Regions from separate parts of the Zea mays genome. Here region 1 is linked to region 2. A link is a contact called in public Hi-C data. All regions are on one chromosome and are shown on one strand. The core of a region is the stretch at or near the end of the contact, and the rest is flanking DNA. Distances in the headings are between cores, read along the strand shown.

What was found. A called contact is a pair of places that touch in the nucleus more often than the background predicts.
Region 1: a contact with region 2 is called in a Hi-C map of ear, with 3 times the contacts expected there. The contact joins the promoter of LOC100304261 here to the promoter of LOC100283886 in region 2. A contact is called at or near these places in 3 of 25 Hi-C or Micro-C datasets (ear, leaf and tassel).

What each region holds. Positions count from the first base shown.
Region 1 is chr5:118,381,596-118,386,104 of Zm-B73-REFERENCE-NAM-5.0, forward strand. It overlaps LOC100304261 (Protein WVD2-like 5), which reads right to left and starts at 2,774. Exons shown (of 7, transcript NM_001326605.1): 1 at 2,226-2,774; 2 at 1,958-2,107; 3 at 1,444-1,505; 4 at 903-1,062; 5 at 742-813; 6 at 541-651. The coding sequence starts at 2,453.
Region 2 is chr5:117,984,825-117,989,521 of Zm-B73-REFERENCE-NAM-5.0, forward strand. LOC100283886 (chloroplast small heat shock protein) reads left to right here and starts at 1,901. Exons shown (of 2, transcript NM_001156784.2): 1 at 1,901-2,245; 2 at 2,346-2,856. The coding sequence starts at 1,996. The coding sequence ends at 2,731. It overlaps LOC100216795, which reads left to right. Exons shown (of 5, transcript NM_001143194.1): 3 at 435-525; 4 at 896-962; 5 at 1,057-1,487. The coding sequence ends at 1,110.

The DNA.
Region 1 (4,509 bases), core at 1,524-4,023, 400 kb after region 2:
CCGGAAAGTCGTAAATAGAGAAAAGCAAACTATCCAACTGCGGTTACCATCTCCACTCAGATAACAGGTTTTTACATCGGAAGAAAATAAGGCTTCCAGGTTCCAGCTCAACTATATGGTAGTTTTAATTTTGCCTCTTTTTTTTTAAAAAAAAAAGATTGTGTGGAGTATGTATTCTGAAAAGGCAAGAAAGGCAGTGGATGACTAAAACCCACGGAATTCACATTGTGTGAGTGATGATTCCACACATGCTCATAAGGCATATCAGCCATGAGTTCACTCAGCATAAGATACTATGGCTAGCCATGAGTCATAGGGTCCTGCAGCTCCCTCACCTTGCCTAACTACTACACAAGTTGACAGGATGGTAGCGTTTGGTTTTCTTTCTATTGTTCTGGGGGCTCATGATTTCAAGGTTTTTGCACGCCAAACTGAGCAAGCAAGATCTGTTTTCCACTCCTGCCAAAGCTGGCCTTGCTTGGCAAGGTGAGGCGAGCAAGGCACGCAAAATTGCCAAACGCGCCATAATCACTAAGTTACCTTTTTCAATTCAACCTTGGCAGGGGTTGGTTCCTTATAAAAGCTTGGCATTGGTGTTGCCTTGAAATTCAAACTCTTTCTCAGCATTTTGAGTTCTGCTTCTTCAGTTTCCTGTGCATTTTACAGAAATATATCAGCAAAAAACATAAGAGATGTATGTTGGAAGGCAGCATTTCCCAAAAGAAGGGCAAATAAGGGTACCTTTGACTTGGCTTGCAAATTGCTTATTTCTAACTCTCTTGCATGAATCTTCTCCTCAAGCTTCGAATAGAACTGTTTGATTGCAGAATTGGGTAAACAAAATTGTCAACATACATATTTCAAAATGGAATCAGAAAATAAAACAGCTAAACACAGTTTACCTCTCGTCTTTTTTCAGATCTCTCATCACACTTGAAGGTGAAACCATATGATGGCGTGCTTCCAACTTTTCGAGGCTTTGCACTCTCACCATTTGACTGTTCTTCATCTCTTTTGATGGAAGAGAGCTGTGCTGGTGGCTTTTGAGTTTTCCTTTTCTCCCTGGATTGGAGTTAAGTATAAATAGCATAAGTGACTCTTCAAATATATAGCCGTATAAGATGATTTTAGAGTAGTCATAGTTTTATATCCAGTGAAGGGCAGCCTGGTGCAGCGGTAGAGCCTACCGTCTGTAACCGGAAGGTCCTGGGTTCGAGCCCCAGCCTCTGCATATTAAGCAGGTAAGGCTTGGCGACTAAAGATACCCTTCCCCAGACCCTGCACAGTGCGGGAAGCCTACGGCACTGGGTACGCCCTTTATAGTTTTATATCCAGTCTATGGTGCACCAGGATTTGTGGGCATATATACTAAAACACTTAGTATATATACATTCCTTCTCCCAAGTTATTCTGATCTTGATAGAAAGGAAAGAAGCAACTTACTTGGACTCATCGGGCAATGCTGCATCAATTGGGGATGAGTGAGACTCATTCTTGCCAGCTTTCTGATAAAAGTGAAACAAGTCATGTAAGATCCGACTAGATTGGGCAGGAAGCTGATTTTAGATATCCATAACTAGTGAATATATTAAAAAAAGGTTCAACCCACTGGGGGTGACCTCCCCAGGGCCCAGGGCTGTGCTATTAGCCTATTAAGGTAGAAGACCTCAACCTTGCAGGCCGAGAAAAACACTCAGAGGGTCTTTTTAACCAGCCTAAATTCACTTCCACAGGGAGTTGAACCGAGGACCTAGAGGTGCTACTAAGGGACCTAGAACGATTCTGGGCCAGGTTGCTTATGTAATTTATATAAGGTTTGATCACCTGGAACGATTCCTAGGTGGAATCCTGGACAAACGAACAAGGCCTAAAGGACTTTCAACCACTAGGCTACAGGCTCTTTCACTGACTAGTGAAGATGTTGAAACAAACTGCATCATAATGTAGAACTGCTTACATTACTGCCGACACCAGAGTCACCATGGGACTCCTGGACAATGGGTGCCTTAGGAAAAGAAGAGTTGGGAGCTTTTCTCCTTGTCTGATTTTCATCTCCACTCCTTGGACTCTTAGATTTGACAGCCTTAGGTACATGGCTTTGATTCCCCTAAAATCACATCATAAACGAAATGGTAATCAGTACAACTGCAGATGGTATCATTTACTACCTATAGGTAGAAGATAGCCACAAAAAACATTACAAGACATCGCCGTCAAGAGCTCACCTTGGAAAGGCGAGGCTTCCTGCCTTCCAGGGGCGAGGTGGCCTCCCCGCCAGCCTCTTCTGGCGGGTTAATCACCTCGCTCTCACCTGAGTTGTCCTCATTGCCCTTCCTATGCTCTTCCTCACCCTGGCACCCTAAGCTAGGCATTGCGGGCGTCCCACTGGCCCCATCCTCGACGGCAACCGCCGCATCCGTTCCACAGATGATGTCATCAACCACATCGTCCATCTCGACCAAGCCGTCACTGATCCACCCGCCGAGGGAAACGAGGTACACCGTACACGCGAGATCTACGCACGAGAAATGCCGAATGCACGCAGATCTGGGCCAAGCAATCGCAAGACAAATGCCGGTGGCACCTATGGGTCCGGAGGGGGTGGGAGAAGGTGGAAAGATGGTTTCTTTACCTCGCCCGTGGACAGTGCTAGGGAATGGCGGTACGGAAGAGCACGACGACAGGGACAAAGGAGGCGGCGGCCCGCCGGCTTCCACGGAGAAGGCCGACTGTGGCAATGGAAGGAGAGGAGACAACGGGGGTGTAGGTGGTGGTGACTGTGTTTAGGCTGGAGGTGGTTACACGTTTCCAATCCCGCTGTCTTTTCAGTGTTTCCTTTTTCCGTTTGTTTTTCTATACTGTGTTTCCTTTTAGCTTTTTGTCTCCAGTTCTTAAATTCAAGATTCCCTGTGCTTAAATCCTTAGAAAATGAAGCTTGTGATCTAAAGTGAAAAAGTTTATCCATGTGTTTTAAAATAGTTGTCGAATCTCATTTCTAGAAATTAACTACTTTTATATTTAACAAATATATAAAAAAATGTTAATATTTATAATACATAATCCCTTTATTCTAATAATATATAGAGCATAATCATCTTTAGTTCAAAGACTAAAAAATATATTGAATTTTCTCTATTGAAATTAGTACTGCTGTAGTGATGTAGGTATACCTAGAAAAAGCATGCCTAATAAAAAATAGTTACCATCTTTAGTTAAATATAAGGTTTTTTTTGCTGAGCATGAATGTTATAGTAACTATTATTTAAAGATAGAGGTAGTAGATCGTTCAACAAATAAATATCTCTAAAATATAGTTAGTGATCGTTTGGATCCCTTTATTTTGAAGAAATTGAATCTACTTGTTGAGCACCAAAAGTGGTAGACGGTCAGCCCTTGGGCCCGGACAGTCCGTATGTCCCGCGATTAGATTATCCTTATCTCATGTGTGGTTATCTATTTAATCATGTGGGAGTGTTAGCTATCTCCTAGGAAAAGGTCCAAACGTCCTCCCCTATAAATATAAAGGGGTACGACATTGAGAACCTCGGGACACATTCCAATCGAACTTATCTACTTTATTTACTTTTCCTGCTATAGGAATAGATGTAGCGTAGCTTTAGTTGTAGCTTTCCGCATATCCACCTCTATTCGACTCTACGTCATCTAGATCCGTCCTAGGGTGGCCTGCCGACCTACTTCAATCAAGATATCTTTCTCAAATTGATCTCTTAATTTCTAGGCGACTCTACGTCGTCTGGATGCCCCGGGTGACTTGCTGACCCGAAGCACCCTAAGGTCTCTATCCCGTGGGGCGCGATTTAGGTCATACAAGGAGAAGAAAATGACCCTGCGCCATCGTGGACCGTTCGGCCCAGAGCTCGGACCGTCCGGACAGCATGCATGGAAGGCACCCGCTTCTGCCGCCAGGTCGCGGACCGTTCGGCCCAGAGCCGCCACAACAGCACCGTGGATCATTTTCGGCGACCTACATTATTTTCGGCGGCACATCCCTGGCCGCCGAAAATAAGATTGTTTTCGGCGACCACTGACACAGCCGCCGAAAATAAGGTTTTTAAAAACCGTCGGACCCTTCTTCTTCTCTATTCTTTCTCTCCTCTCCCAAACCCGCCGCTCGCCCGCCCGCCGGGCTGCCCGCCACTCCGAGCCGCCACCACTCCACCGTCGTTGTCGAGCCGCCGCATCGAGAGGTAAAATTTTTTTGCATATTTTATTTCTTATTTTCGGCGGTTGTTATTTAGTTGCCGCCCAAATTAGTATATATTTGTAATTGTGTTTGTTTGATTACTGTTTGTGATTAGTATTATTGTTTTAATTCGATTTCATTAATGTATTAGTGGTATATGTGATTTAAGAATTAGGGGCATATTGTATTTAGGCATTAATTTCATATTAATACGTGGTACTATTATATTATTAGTTTTATTAGTACATTATATTAGTACGTAGAATAGTTGCCTTATTAGTGTATGTGGTACTTAGTTTGATTTG
Region 2 (4,697 bases), core at 651-3,150:
AGAAAATTCAGCAAACTGGCAATTTTACAAGATGCAATGCGATGGACATTTTATGCAAATTATTACCTAGCATGACTGTATGCAGTATCAGTTCTTAGAACTCATCTATGCTCCTATAATCGGTAACTAATTAGTGTTACCTGTCTATAATCTAGCAATAAGCAATCTAAATCCTTTTTGGTTTCCAATTTTCCATAGCAGGAAATAATATATTATGACAGAGAGTCTCTCACGTATAGGCCAACTCCTGAAATTGGTCACACACATGGCCAGATGTAAACTATTTGTTCTTATGGCTCCCGAATTCCAACCCTATAGGGTAGGCGCCGAGGGAGAACCACTGGTGGTTCATTGCCTCATTTTTATATGCTAAAGCAATAAAACCACTAATGGTTCATTCCCTGACATTATGTCCCTCATTTGTACAAACATAGGTCTTCTACTATGGCACCAGACTAGACAGCAGTGGATTGGAAAACGAAGACATAATTCTCAGGGTCAACAAAGTCAAGGACCAAAAATAAGGTTAGTTCTCCGAGTTCAATTTTTCTTATGGAACGTCTATGGTCTTGAATTTTTCTGTCTTTGCAGTGACCAAAATATTTCCTTGGTGTAGTAGTTTTTAGTTACGTGAAATACCTTCTTTGCTTCATGCATGGGAATGAACCAGTCGTGGGTTTTATCCACTGTTTAAATTGTCATTCGAAACATCACGAAGTTGTGATATATTGTGGTTATCGATGATATGCTATTTATATAGTAATATCCTTGCTACCATGTTGGTAATTTGACAGTGGCTCTCCAGCAGTTAGAAATCTTGTTTATAATACTTTGAAATTTAGGATAGCTTCTGATTGCCTTTTGAAACTAATATCTATCTGCATGGCGACTGCAGTTGTAATGCTACATACGAGAGCCTGCTCGGGAGCTCGAAACCATTTCCACAACCGATCCCTCTTGGTGTAAGATATCTTGAAAAGCTACACGACATCTTCCATTTGACATGTGCGTCCTGTTTAGACAATGCATTGATTTTCCTGGCTTGTCCGCTGTCAGGAAATGGTGGGTTTCCTCGTGATCAGCTGGGAGCAGGAAGGCCTATACGATTAGAGTTGGTTATTGGAAGTGTGCTGTTTCAAGTCATGAATCGCTGAAATGTACGCAACTTCTAGGCTGCGAAAGCTTGTGACCTCATGGATGTGGACTGTCTCGGAGACAGGATGACATCCCTCTTATGCAAATGTAAAATATTCTTTGTTATTTTATTACTAGTAATTGTGTTTACAGCGTTCAGTGTAGGAGTTCATTGTTTTATACTGAGTACAGTTCTCTCACGTTAGCTCGCGTAAAAGAAATCAGAACGTCTGCAGGGATGCCAGGGAACTAGATACTGGGAGCTGCCTTGAGCCTGATGGCCAAAATCGGGTCCAGTCCAGCCGATGTTTTTAGCTGTCATATGACTTGAGCAAGCATTTTACCTTACTTTTGTTTGCCAAACGTAAACATTGGCATGTCAGATTCTTTTTTAAGCTTCTCGTCTGAGTACAAAACCAAGAGATGACAGATTATTATTAATGAGAATAAAACCCAGATGAGGGATGCTAGTTAGATTCTGGAAATCGAACTCTCGCGCAACAGCGAGCACACCTGGCTCTGGCTGCAGCCTGCACTAGCAACCGGAGCCTAGCTCGGTTATCTGCATGTCAAATTCTGGGAGCAAAAGCAAGCAGACATCAATTGTGTACATTCTCAAATCTGCTTTCCATAGATCCTCAGCGCACCCAGAAGGTGATGGAAGAGGCCGTCTCCTTTCCAGACGCGTCTCCGGCCTTCTCAGCTTGCGTGTGTACGTGGCCGCCTCTGCCGCTTTATATGGACACCAATCGTCATCTCCATCTCTAAACAGACTAACAGAGTGAGGACACAAGGACGGTGACCAAGCAGAGTGACGACGACGCGACAATCAAGTCCGTAGCTCCGGCGGTAGACTTTGATATGGCTTTAGCTCGTCTGTGCCTCAACAGGGCCATCGCTGGCCGCGCGCAGGCGCTGGCGAGGCCGGCGCTCGCCGCAGCCCCGGCGACAGATCCGAAACTTCACTCGCTTCTCTCAACCTCGGCAGCCGACTCTGCCGCCTCAGGCGAGGCAAACCGCCGAGATGTCGCCGTGTCGGAGCGCTCCGCCCCCAATCGCCGCTGGGCATGGCGAGACCTCCGCGACTTCACCCCGTTCAGCCTCGTGGACGGTACGGCCTTAGCACCTGCCGCATTGAGCAACCCACGCCGGCCGGCCATGGACCCTGACTGACTAGTGACTAACGCCCGTGCATGCATCGACGCACGCAGGTCTCGGGAGCGCGCTGTCGCAGGTGGCGGAGACCCTGGGCCGCCCGCTGGAGCGCCTGGCGCCGTCGCGGCTGCTGTCCGGGAAGGTGCGCGAGGACGAGGCGCGGTACCGGCTGCGTTTCGAGGTGCCGGGCCTCGGCAAGGGCGACGTGCGCGTGGCCGTGGAGGACGGGGTGCTGGTCATCGAGGGCGAGAAGCGTGAGCACGGGGAGGAGGGCGACGGCGGCGAGTGGTGGTCGACCAGCGGGTACCACGCCAGCCTGCTGCTCCCGGACGACGCGCGCGCCGAGGGGATCACCGCCGAGGTGAAGGACGGCGTGCTGTACGTCACCGTGCCGCGCACCGGGGAGCGCAAGCGGAACGTCACCGAGGTGAAGGTGCAGTGATGCGTGTCGTGTCACTCAACTCTTGTGAGTGCTTCTTGTTTGTGAGCCCGTGACTGTTGTGTATTTTCTCCGGAAATAAAATACGTATCGTGTACAGAAAGCGAAAGCACGGCATAAAAGCATCCATCAAAATCGTACTGTGTAGAAGCATTGATGCGTAGAGATGGCCAATCGGACAGACGGCCCGGTTAGGTCACGGCCCGTTTAGCATGATTATTAGATTATTAGATGTACTGTGTCGGCACGGCATTAGTACCTGAACCCAGGCACGACATTAAGGCTCCTTAGCCGTGTTGTATCGGCACGGTAGGCCCGTTTAGCACTACACCACAGAATTTTAGTCAGACATTAACAAACACAGTTAAAATATACTAAAATAGCTAATATTGAGCTGTTTAGTGCAATGGCTGACTCATTAAAAACCTATCTAGGTAAAAACTCACCCTTGTGAGAAAACCCTAGATAAGAAAAAAGAGTACAGCACACAGCTAACTAGTCGTGTTTAGATCTAACCATGCATAATCGTGTCTAACCGTGCCTAGGGGCTAATCGGGGCGTGCCCCGTGCTCGGCCCAGGCACTACGGGCCGTGCCGTGCTCCGGGCCGGCCCGATTAGCCCGACATTATTGGCCATCTATATGTGTCATGAGGTAACAGAGTGGATAAATCGGGTAACACCGACAGTAAAAGTAAAAGAGAGTTTATATTCTGAATGATTGAGAGATTGTATATTGGTATTGGTAGGTATAGATGTTCAAATCGGCGGCCTGGGCCGGCTCGAGCATGGCTAGACCTGGCACGGATTAGCTAGCGAGACGTGTCTGCCGTCTCATTAGTCCCAAGTGAGGTCCAGACATGGGTCGCTAAGTTAGTAATCGTGTCGGACTGACTCACGGCCCAATGAGCTTAACGGATCTATAACAACATATGACGTTTAAATAATAAAAATATCCTAAAACTGTGCATATTTGAGGGTTTAAACCATATTTATTAACTCTAAACATTTATTTACACCCACATAACCAATAAAAACACATGTTTCTTGTGTTTTATACACTATATTCAAATATAATATATCTATTTATAGAAAAAATTTAAAAAATCAAATCGGGTCGTACGGGGCCTAGCCCGCTGTGCCACGCCTTTAGCCCAAGTACGGCTTAGTGACCGAGCTGGATCGATACAGGCCCGGTTTACTACGTGTGGACAAACCCGTGTTGGGTTTCGGGCCGCCGGCCGTCTTGACATCTCTGTTGGAAGGTTGAAGTAGACGAATCCAGACATTCCATTCCAATCCTTGGCCCGCTATACTAGTCGATGATATCTGGGAGTGGAATTTCAGTGTGTACTCGGGCCGGGCCTTGGGCTCTCCGCACTGTTTTGTGGCCCAGCTTCCCGTTTCGCAGTCCAATTGGCCAGTCGTAACTAGTCTCAGTCTCAGTCCACGGGTCTAACGCACGTGTAGGAAGTTGGACTGGGAGCGACGGAATGGGACTGTCAGGGACTCAGGGTGAAAATCGTCACTAGTGCTCCTGCTCCCCACCATCCGAGAGGCAGTGCGCCGGTCTCCGTCCGAGCGAGGATGAAGTGTGAACTCTCCGAGCAGTGGTGTCGCACCGGGCGGAAGCACCGACGGCGACAATTTTCCCCGGTTTTTTCGCTACGCAAACCACGTGTTGACGCCTTTTCGGAGCGCCAAACACTCAACAAGAACCGTGGCGGTGCCCTCTGCACAGGGGCGGACGGTCCGCGCGCAGGGGCCGGACGGTCCGCGGCCTGGTGCGAGGCGCGGTGGTGCTCTCTGCGCAAGGGCGGACTGTCCGCGGCCTGGGCCGGACGGTCCGCGGCCTGGTGCGCTGCTGAGACTTCTGCCTGACGGCCGGACGGTCCGCGCCCTGGGGCCGGACGGTCCGCACGTACGCAGGGACGGCGGAAGATCGCCGACGGCGCCTGGATCTCGCTCCCG